Regions from separate parts of the Zea mays genome. Here region 1 is linked to region 2. A link is a contact called in public Hi-C data. All regions are on one chromosome and are shown on one strand. Each heading gives the region's core, a stretch centred on a gene start, on an enhancer-like site or on the middle of the called end of the contact. The rest is flanking DNA. Distances are from core to core; before and after follow the strand shown. Region 1 holds the start of LOC100273812. Region 2 holds the start of LOC100382208.

Region 1 (4,469 bases), core at 55-2,554, 180 kb before region 2:
CAACGTTGCCTACTACTCTCCAGTCCAAGCAACTCCCTGGGCCAGCTTGGGGATAAGGCCATGTTTGAATGCGCTTAAGATAATAGTTAGCTACTAAAATTAGCTCAAGACATCTAAACAGTCTAGCTAATAGTTTAGTTACTAAGTCTAGCTAATAGTTTAGTTACTAGATATTTTTAGCAAATTAGCTAATAGTTAGCTACCAGTACTACTCCATCCGATTTTTTATATGACGCCATTTAGTTCAAAATTGAACTGACCAACGACGTATATAAACGAACAGAGGTAATATTTGTTAGTTAGTTAATTATATTTTAGCCAACTAACATTAGCTCTAGTGCATTCAAACACCCCCTAAGCCAAGCAAGTAGTTTTGTGGTCTGAAGCGCTAGGGTTTAGGGTTTCCGGCGAGAGAACAAAACCTAACGTCTGGGGTGCGGGCGGCGGAGGGGGTACGAACCGAGCACGGGCGGAGCGCACTTACTTGACCTTCATACGGGCGAGGCGGTCGGCGACGGAGGTGTCCTTCTCCATCTTGGGCTCCTTGGTGCCGAACGTGTAGTTGGCGAGCGGGTACACGTTGACCACCGGCGACGAGGAGCTCACCATCTTGTACTCACCTCCTTGGATCGAGCGAGATCTTCCCTCCTCCTCCTCCTCGGGCTCCGGCGGTCGCCAGAGGCAGCGGAGCAGAGGCTGCTGGGGCGCTGCTCGAATCGGCCGGCGGTTGCGAGGGGTCTCGATCACAACTGGACAGGGCTCCGTTTATAGAGGGATGGACAGGATGGTCCGGGACACCGGCAGCTGTTATCGTGTGCCGTCCGATCCGTCTAGAACCCGTTCCTGTCAGCTTGTTGGACTAGCGAAGTGTGAATTTCACTGATCAAAACAGTACATAAAAATTTTTGGATTCCAATAACCAGGTAGTGCTTCTTCTGGTGAGATCTGAAATCAGATCATCCTAGAGGGAAAAACATTTTCAAATCAGGTAGCACTTGACAATTCGATTGGATATTCTATTTCTTATGGGGAAAAACAAAACGGACACGGCGGCGGCGCGGCATTTCGGCGAGCAGCTCCAGCGCGCGCTCGTGCGGCCCCATGGTAAGCGCAACCCCGGATCATGCCGTTGTAGAGCGCGACCGCGGATCTCACGGAACAAGGAGAAGAGTAGGGTCCGCGTGGGCCGTGTCGCTGACCTTGATGGCGCGACGGACCAATCTATTTTTGTTTTCACAGGGTGCCCTAGCATCCTTCTTGTTGTTACTGTATTTTACTGGACCGACAGCAGCAGAACCCTTGCCATCATCGACATGCCGTGGAATGAACAAGGCTACCTCTATTAATTAATTTCAGTTTTTTTTTATTTTCGTCTCCGTAGATCTATTTTAAGAGGTGAGAGATTTTGGACTAAAATATCTATCACCAAAAATTCTCAAATATTTGAGGAGACAGTTAAATGGAGTGTCACTCGACTTAGTACCGGAGTCCAGCACACATTTAGATTGGTGTATCATATAAAACTAGTCAGTTGTACGTGCGTTGCGACGGCTTACAACAATACCTACGTAAACTATCCATTAAAAAAAATTTAAGATTTTTTATTAATTGTCTCCACTCTCTGTATAATATATTTTTTGATTTGGTTAACTGATGTTATTGTTTACTCCATGTAAATATGTCTTGGTACAACACGGCCAATGAAGTGAGCGATTAGAAGAGAGTTCACAATGATTGATTGAATGAACAGAGATTATAAAATGACATAATTACATCATACAGAGACCAAATAAGAGAAAGTTTGTGACATCAAGTTTCTAAAATAAGTCCCATAAGTCAAACTTATAAAAAAGATAGATCAAAATATGGAATGATTGCTAAAATCAGGCATCAATAAAAACTGGATGTGCTCCATATAAATTATGTTACCTCGTAGCAATTACTAACGTTTAAAACCAACAAATAACCTTTCATTTTGCTGTTAGTATGACAAATCATTGTTGCTCCATCCAATTCAGCAACCTCAAACACCATGTACCTCATTGCGCCAATGTGGTCTCAGAAACGATCTAATGCTTGCAAGAGCCAAGAATGTCGTGTCGTGCTTGGGCTGTAGCCTCGGCCCGTAGTGCTGGCCCGGTCCGACACGATTATTTTTTTATTTTACAAAAACGTATATACCTATATACAATTTATTTTTATATTCAATATTAAAAACATCTTAGTGTGATGTTATACTGGTTAGACAGTTTCACTCAGTGTCTCCCGCCCTTCTTCCATCAGGGCATGTGTTCGAACCCCACCTCCTGCACGGTTTTTTAATATTTTACGCTGATTTAATTAAATGGATCGACGGGCTAACGGGCTGGCCCGACACAGTTAGCAGGCCGGCATGACGTGTCTGTGCCATAGTTGTGGCCCGCGTGCATCTAGCCCGTGTCGGACGTCGTTTGACATCTATAGACGTACATCTGATTAATTTTAAATAATTGTGAGGGGTTATTTGTAAAAAATGACGCATGACGACCGTTGAAACTGGTGCTTTAAGTATAGTATAGATATGCGACACGGGATCATATAAAATAGGGCACACAGAATTATATTTTGATAGTACAGGAGTTCAGCACACCTTCAGCTAGTACGGAAGTCCACCATACCCTTACTAATGTTCGCTATGTTCATAGGATGAAGAGAGATTTTATTTCTTTGGGCACCTTGCATGCAGTGAGATTCAAATTTTCTACTCATAATGATGTTCTGAAGGTTTCTCAAGAAAACTATGTTGTTTTAAAGTCCGAACGTATAGTTAATCTTTATTATTTACAAGGTTCCACAGTTACACGTACTGCAGTTGTATATATTACATCCAACACTTCAAATACTAAGCTTTGGCATATGCGCTTAGGACATATGAATGAAAAAGGTATGCATCTCTTGCACCGAAAGAGCTTTGCTAATAAACGGAATGCAAATACAACAGTATACTAGTTCAGAATGTCTGATGAACCAACCACGAGTGGTTTCAGAAGACAATTTAATTCCAGACTTTAAGCCGTGCATCATCTATCTATGTACGACTGCCTGCTATTTTCTATTTTCTCCTACTAATTGTCCTTGCTAGTCCTAGCTAGCTAGCTGCTTTTCCCCCTCCTCTCCATTAAACTAGCTGCTGCTGCGTGCTAGGACTTTCCAAAAGCAACGGCGCTTGAAAGCCCGACTTGCCGTCAGCTGTACATAGATCATCGTTAATGACACTTCTCTTCGGTTGTAATTAAACTACAAAACTTGGAGCTGCTACTACAATCTAGGGGGTGTTTGGTTGCTCCTGCTAAAGTTTAGCCCGAGTCACATCAAGCGTTTGACTTTTAAATAGAAGTATGAAATATAAACCCAACCAACTGGACTAGATTCGTCTTGTCTTTTAATCTTCGGCTGACAAATTAGTTTTATAATCCGACTACATTTAATACCCGGAACGGAGGTTCAAACATTCGATGGGACATGGGCTAAATTTTAGCGGGGTGTAACCAAACACCCCCCTAATCACGCTACCACTACATCGACTGACCTGGTGAGCTAAAAGTTTTTCAGCTGGTAGCCTAGTACAAGTCAGGATGCATCCGAGCCTCTGAATTTTCAGTTTGACGCAAGACGGCAGCAGTTCGTTTGGCTTTAATATGTATCGATTTTTACTGATGTTTTTGTCTCTATAAATATGATTGCAGCTGGTTTTAATCAAAGGGAACGGTCCCAAGCAGCAAAGAAAATGGAAGGTGTCCATCAAGAGGGTCGGCTGGCTGGTTGTTGAGGCTATCTGTAACAGCTCTAAATTTTTCTCCATATATACTCTATGCAGCTATGTTAGCAAGATTCTTTCTCCTATATTCACTTTTTATGTAACGGTTCCCCTAAAAATTCCTCTATCTCTCACTCTATATATATAATACACATTTCTTTCCAACTAACTTTGACTACCTCATTTTTTTCTTTTCATTTCTTTCAAACACGTTGCCGGTTAAGCATAGAGTTTAGATTTTTTTAATTAATGTCTTCAACAATTTGTTTTCGGAAATTTTAAACCCACGATAAGGAGGAATATATAAATAACAAATTTGAACCGTAAATGTAGGCTTTAGTAAAAACCATCCAACTTCACAAGGTAGTAACTAACTAAACAATCTCTACATTTACAAGTCAAGTTAGACCACACTCTCCATTTGATTGCAAATAAAGAAGATACTTTTAGTACAAAGGTAGAAGATGCTACTGGTACAACTAATTGCCTAGCTCATTTGTGTACTGCTAGGTGAACATATAAGACCATTTTTCTCTCAACTACCATCCTTCTCATTTTTCTGAGATTGATTATACCTGCAAAACAAGATAATCAATAATGCCACTGATGATGTCCAAACGTCCAGGCAGGGGTGGAGGGCCCATTATGGCCCGGTAAAAGATTAGGATAGATG
Region 2 (4,952 bases), core at 2,063-4,562:
ATGTGAACCTTTTGCACCTGTATAACTTATACACTAGAGCAAACTAGTCAGTCCAATATTTGTGTTGGGCAATTCAACCACCAAAATTATTTAGGAACTAGGTGTAAGCCTAATTCCCTTTCACTAACAAACTCAAAAAATTCGATAGCAGACATTGATCTATCTGGCAGTGTCATTTGCAATATTCTTAACTCTGATGTCAGATTATTTTCCTCAAAATCAAATGAATCATCGATAGAGAAAGTTTTTGCCAACATGGTACAATAATCCTTAAGTCCTATATGGAGTGGATGGGGCCCCTAGGAGATGGGGGCCCAGGTCGGCCGCCCCTCACGCCCTGCCTCAGGCACGGCCCTGAGCCTTCCCAACCACATATATTCATTGATCCATCCTATACACAAGATTTAGACCACTACAACCAACACAAGTGTCACAAAAGAGAGAGCAAGCAAAAGAGAGCTACTCATTTGAGTTTAGAACTAGTGCCTTGTGAGATTCATTGAGAGATAGTGTGTGCTACATCTTTGTGTTCATTTGTGCGTGGAGTATTGACTCCCATTGAACTTCCTCCAAAGTTTTGGAGGTCTTGTAAAAGCTAGCAAGAGACACCAAAGAGTGTGGTGGTCCTTGCGGGATCGAGAGTGATCCTTGAGAAGAAGAAGAGCTTGCCGATCCTTGGGTGATCGGTGGAGAGAGGGAAAGGGTTGAAAAAGACCCGTCTTTAGTGGACTCCTCAACGGGGACTAGGCCTTCAAGGGCCGAACCTCGGTAAAACAAATCACTTGTGTCCATTGTGTTTATTGCTTGTGATTTGTTTGATCTCCCTTCCTCTAAGTTTTCTTGCGCTATTCTTTGTCAATATCATTTGGTGTTGCTTCAAGTTAAATTCTCATTTAGTGAAGCAACACATTGCAAGAGAGAACTTGTGTTATTGCTCTTCTTGCCTAAGCCTTCTTGCTTTATTCTCATAGACTTATTAGTAGTATTGATTTATCAATTTCACATTATTTGAAAGCAATACTCTTTACAAGCAAGGACTTAGTTTTTATACTCCGATAATTATATATATCTTGTTCTAACCACTAATCAAGAGATCTAGTTGGGGGATAAAGTTTAATTTTTCAGGTTTCGCCTATCCACCCCCCTCTAGGTGACTTTCAAAGGGTTCGATGCTGACACGCGTCCAGGCCCTGCCCTGCGCTCCCCGCTCAGGGCAGAGACCCGCTGCTGCCACGTGGCTTGTGGCCCGTGACATAAGCCAACGGGCTGGGCCTGACGTGAGGCCCATAACGCCGCGCAGCCTCTGCATTTATTGCGGAGAGGACGCGCCGCCTGCCACCACGCTGACGAGCGACGTGCCCTCTCTGCATTTAATGTGTCCTGTCCAATCTGCTGGCAGGCGGCGTCAGGGTCACCCAGCAGACGGCGCGCCTATCCAGTCTATTGACAAACAGTGCGCCCGTGCCGAGCGGCGCACTGAGCTCATCATCCCTTCTACGAGAAGCCTCCCCTGCACGCCGAAGACGCGCAGATCTCGGGTGTCAGGGCATAAGAAGATCACTCCAGCAGTAAACGTTAGTAGGCCCAAGTGTTATATTCTTTATGTCCCTGGGCCCACATGTCGGGGCTCAGGACCTTTGTGCATGCCCCCCTTCAGCTATAAAAGGGGAGGCATGCGACGTTACAAGACAAACCCAATGTTAGGCTCACTCGGACACTCACAAGTTCATACAAGCTCTCAAGCAATACATCACACAGTGGAGTAGGGTGTTACGCTCCGACGGCCCGTACCACTCTAAATCCTTGTGTGTTCTTGCGTTTTCATCCCAATTTCCAACTAACAAGCAAAACGCCTAGGCCCCTCCTCATATTAGGATTTAGGGCGGGTGCACTCCGCCACCCGGCCGGAGATTTCCTCTCCGACGGTATGCATGTATGAGATGAATATTTTGTAACGGGGTCGAGTTTTGAAGGTAGAGACGCGTAGATCCGGGCCCTCGCGATTTTTTCTATTATTTTCTTTGATTCGATCTGTGCATCTATGCACTTTTGGGGAATATTTTGGTTAGGGTTCAAAAACCCTAACGAGATCTGTGTGGTTTCTGTATCTTTTTTACTATTTCTTGGTCGTGGATCGTTGGATCCCGAGGCCTGTGCGCCATCTCTGTTGACACTAATTAGGGTTAGATTATTAAAAACCCTAACCCTAAACGTCGGTTTGTTTTGTTCTCTCGATTTTCATGGGTGTGGCCGAGACCTAGTCTCTTTACTGTGGCCAAAACCCTAGATTTAGGGCCATGTAAACCCTAACCCCGAGAGTTCTAAAACTCCTGTCTATTCTAATCTCTTTTGTTCTCGGGTGATGAACGGTGATAAAAAAATGAGTTCATTCACATAGATCCGAGACCTTTATGTGATCTCTTAAAATTGATGCGGATTAGGAGATCTAGGGTTCTTAGGTGGTTCTGATACCATTGTTAGAATCTTTGGTGCTTAGGATCAACTCCTACGTCCCTAGAATACCAATCCGTGTCTAAAGTACATCGATGATGAGTAGATCTATTCTAATGAGGGATACATGTATACATACCGTCGTTGTTGTTCCTATCCATCATTGCGACGACGTCTTGCAGTGAAGGTCCGTCTCCTCCTCCTTCTCGATCTTCCTGCGTGTGTTGAGGAGAATGGTTCCCGTCGTTGATCGGCGGTGGATCAGCTCCTCCAATGTTGCCTGCAGGGGAACCTCAGATCCCGATGGGATAACGGGGATATGAGACATAGTCACAACGATTCGAGTCACTCTGAGCGCCTAGGGGATCGGTTCCTCTCAAAGTGTCAATTAGGGTTTTGTGGTCGAGCGAGGACCCATTAATCTATTTATATGGTGTCGTGTGACCAGAGGCTGCAACCAACGGTTAGGATAGCCCACGATCAGGGGCGCGGTTAGACAGTTAGGATTAACCCTACCCCAATTACTGTTAACCAGCTAGTGTTAAGGACACATACTAACAGCTCTCATTTCCATTAACTTTATAGTTGAGCAGCTCTATTTAAAAGGAGTACATAGTTTTGCGAGTATTACGATCTGTTGACGGCGACCCTGTTGGCGGCGGCCATATATGTTGACGCTTCAAGAGAGAGAGAGAGAGAGAGACTTCTGCGGACTGCCGCGCATACCCGGTCGTCTTACGACCTGCCAGCTGCACTATGCCACGTGGGCCCCTGCCCCACTCGTGGTCGTGGGCGGGTTGCTTCGTTCCACTGTTCTTCCGTGCTGCGATGCTGCCTACCACACAAGCTCTGCTCCCTTCCCCCCGGGTATTTTCATGTCATGTCTTCCTTCACTTCCAACCTCCATAGATCCAGTTCAGAGCGTGAGCATGGCAGACACAGAAGCCTCCGGTACTGTCGTCCATCCTTCCCGTTCCCGCCGTCGACGCTCCTCCATCTTACACGGTGCAACCGTAGCTATCCTCTTCTTTGTCATCATATTTGCCTACCTTTATCTTTATCTGTATCTTTATCTTGTGCTTCATCGCTCCGTTAGGTATGGTATTGCATCGCTAGCCATTGAGATAGTAGCCTACCTTGCCGTCGCCTGCCTGTACATCTGCAACTCGGTTCGGCAGGAGAAGCTCATCTCCGCTGGCTTTCTTCTACTTCTCCTGCTCGTCTTCCTCCTCTCATCTATTGGAGTTCGCACCTCCAGGTTTCGCATCGACTTCGTTTTCGGGGCCAATATTGTGGCTGTATCCTCCTACTGCGTCTGGAAGTTTAACTATACTTCTTCGATGAGCAAAGTGAGAAGAACCATCTCACATGTTGCAATCGTAACTATCCTATTATCTGTGGTCATATTTGACTATGTTTGTCGTTTCTACCCTATAAGCTATTATCCAGATTCGTATTCTCTTCCTGATTACTACAGAGACGGTGCAATACGGCTACTCATTCAGTTGGTAGCCTACGCCGCCATCGGCTGCCTATACATCTGCAACTCCTCCACTAGGAAGATGAAAGTCGTCTCTGCTGCTTTTCTTGTGCTTGTTCTGGCTGTCTCCCTTCTCTCCTCGATTAACAACGACAATGATCGTTTCGGATACATCTTCGTGGCAAATATCGTGACTATATCCTTGTATTGCATCTGGAAGCATTACCTTGCGATACTGGTGACACTGGCTTGGCTCCAACGATGGCTTTCTGAAGAAGAAGAAGCAGCAGCTGCCGCCATGGCCCCAAGCAAACGACTGGCACGGGGAGAGGATGAAGAAGCAGGGCTTCTCAAACCCTTGGACCTTGACCTAGTGGAATCCGGCCCACGGCAGTTCTCTTACAGTGAGCTCGCCGCCGCCACCAAGAACTTCTCTGACGACCGGAGACTCGGCAGCGGAGGCTTTGGATCCGTGTACCGCGGGATCTTGACAACCGACGGCAGGAACCGCTGCGTGGCCGTCAAGCGGGTGTCCAAGACCGCGCGGCAAGGCTGGAAGGAGTTCGTCTCCGAGGTGGTGATCATCAGCCGGCTGCGGCACCGCAACCTGGTGCAGCTAATCGGCTGGTGCCAGGGCAGCGGCAACAAGCTCCTCCTCGTCTACGAGCTGATGCCCAACGGCAGCCTCGACGACCACCTCCACAGGCCGGACAGCGTGCTGATGTGGCCGGTCAGGTACGGCATCGCGCTCGGCGTCGGCGCCGCGCTGCTGTACCTGCACGACGACGCCGAGCAGCGCGTGGTGCACCGAGACGTGAAGCCCAGCAACGTGATGCTGGACGCGTCGTTCAACGCCAAGCTCGGCGACTTCGGCCTAGCGCGCCTCATCGACGACGGCCGCCGCTCGCACACCACGGGCGTCGCCGGCACGTTCGGGTACATGGACCCGGAGTCCATGCTCGCCGGGAAGGCCAGCGTCGAGTCGGACGTGTACAGCTTCGGCGTCTTCCTCCTAGAGATC

Evidence for each region. Hi-C and Micro-C count contacts between places; a contact is called where the count stands out from the background.
Region 1: a contact with region 2 is called in a Hi-C map of ear, with 1.6 times the contacts expected there. The contact joins the promoter of LOC100273812 here to the promoter of LOC100382208 in region 2. A contact is called at or near these places in 2 of 25 Hi-C or Micro-C datasets (ear and leaf).

Annotation. Positions count from the first base shown.
Region 1 is chr2:1,210,311-1,214,779 of Zm-B73-REFERENCE-NAM-5.0, reverse strand. LOC100273812 reads right to left here and starts at 1,304. Exons shown (of 7, transcript NM_001148213.1): 1 at 485-1,304. The coding sequence starts at 609.
Region 2 is chr2:1,031,686-1,036,637 of Zm-B73-REFERENCE-NAM-5.0, reverse strand. It overlaps LOC100382208, which reads left to right and starts at 3,312. Exons shown (of 1, transcript NM_001174966.2): 1 at 3,312-4,952. The coding sequence starts at 3,327.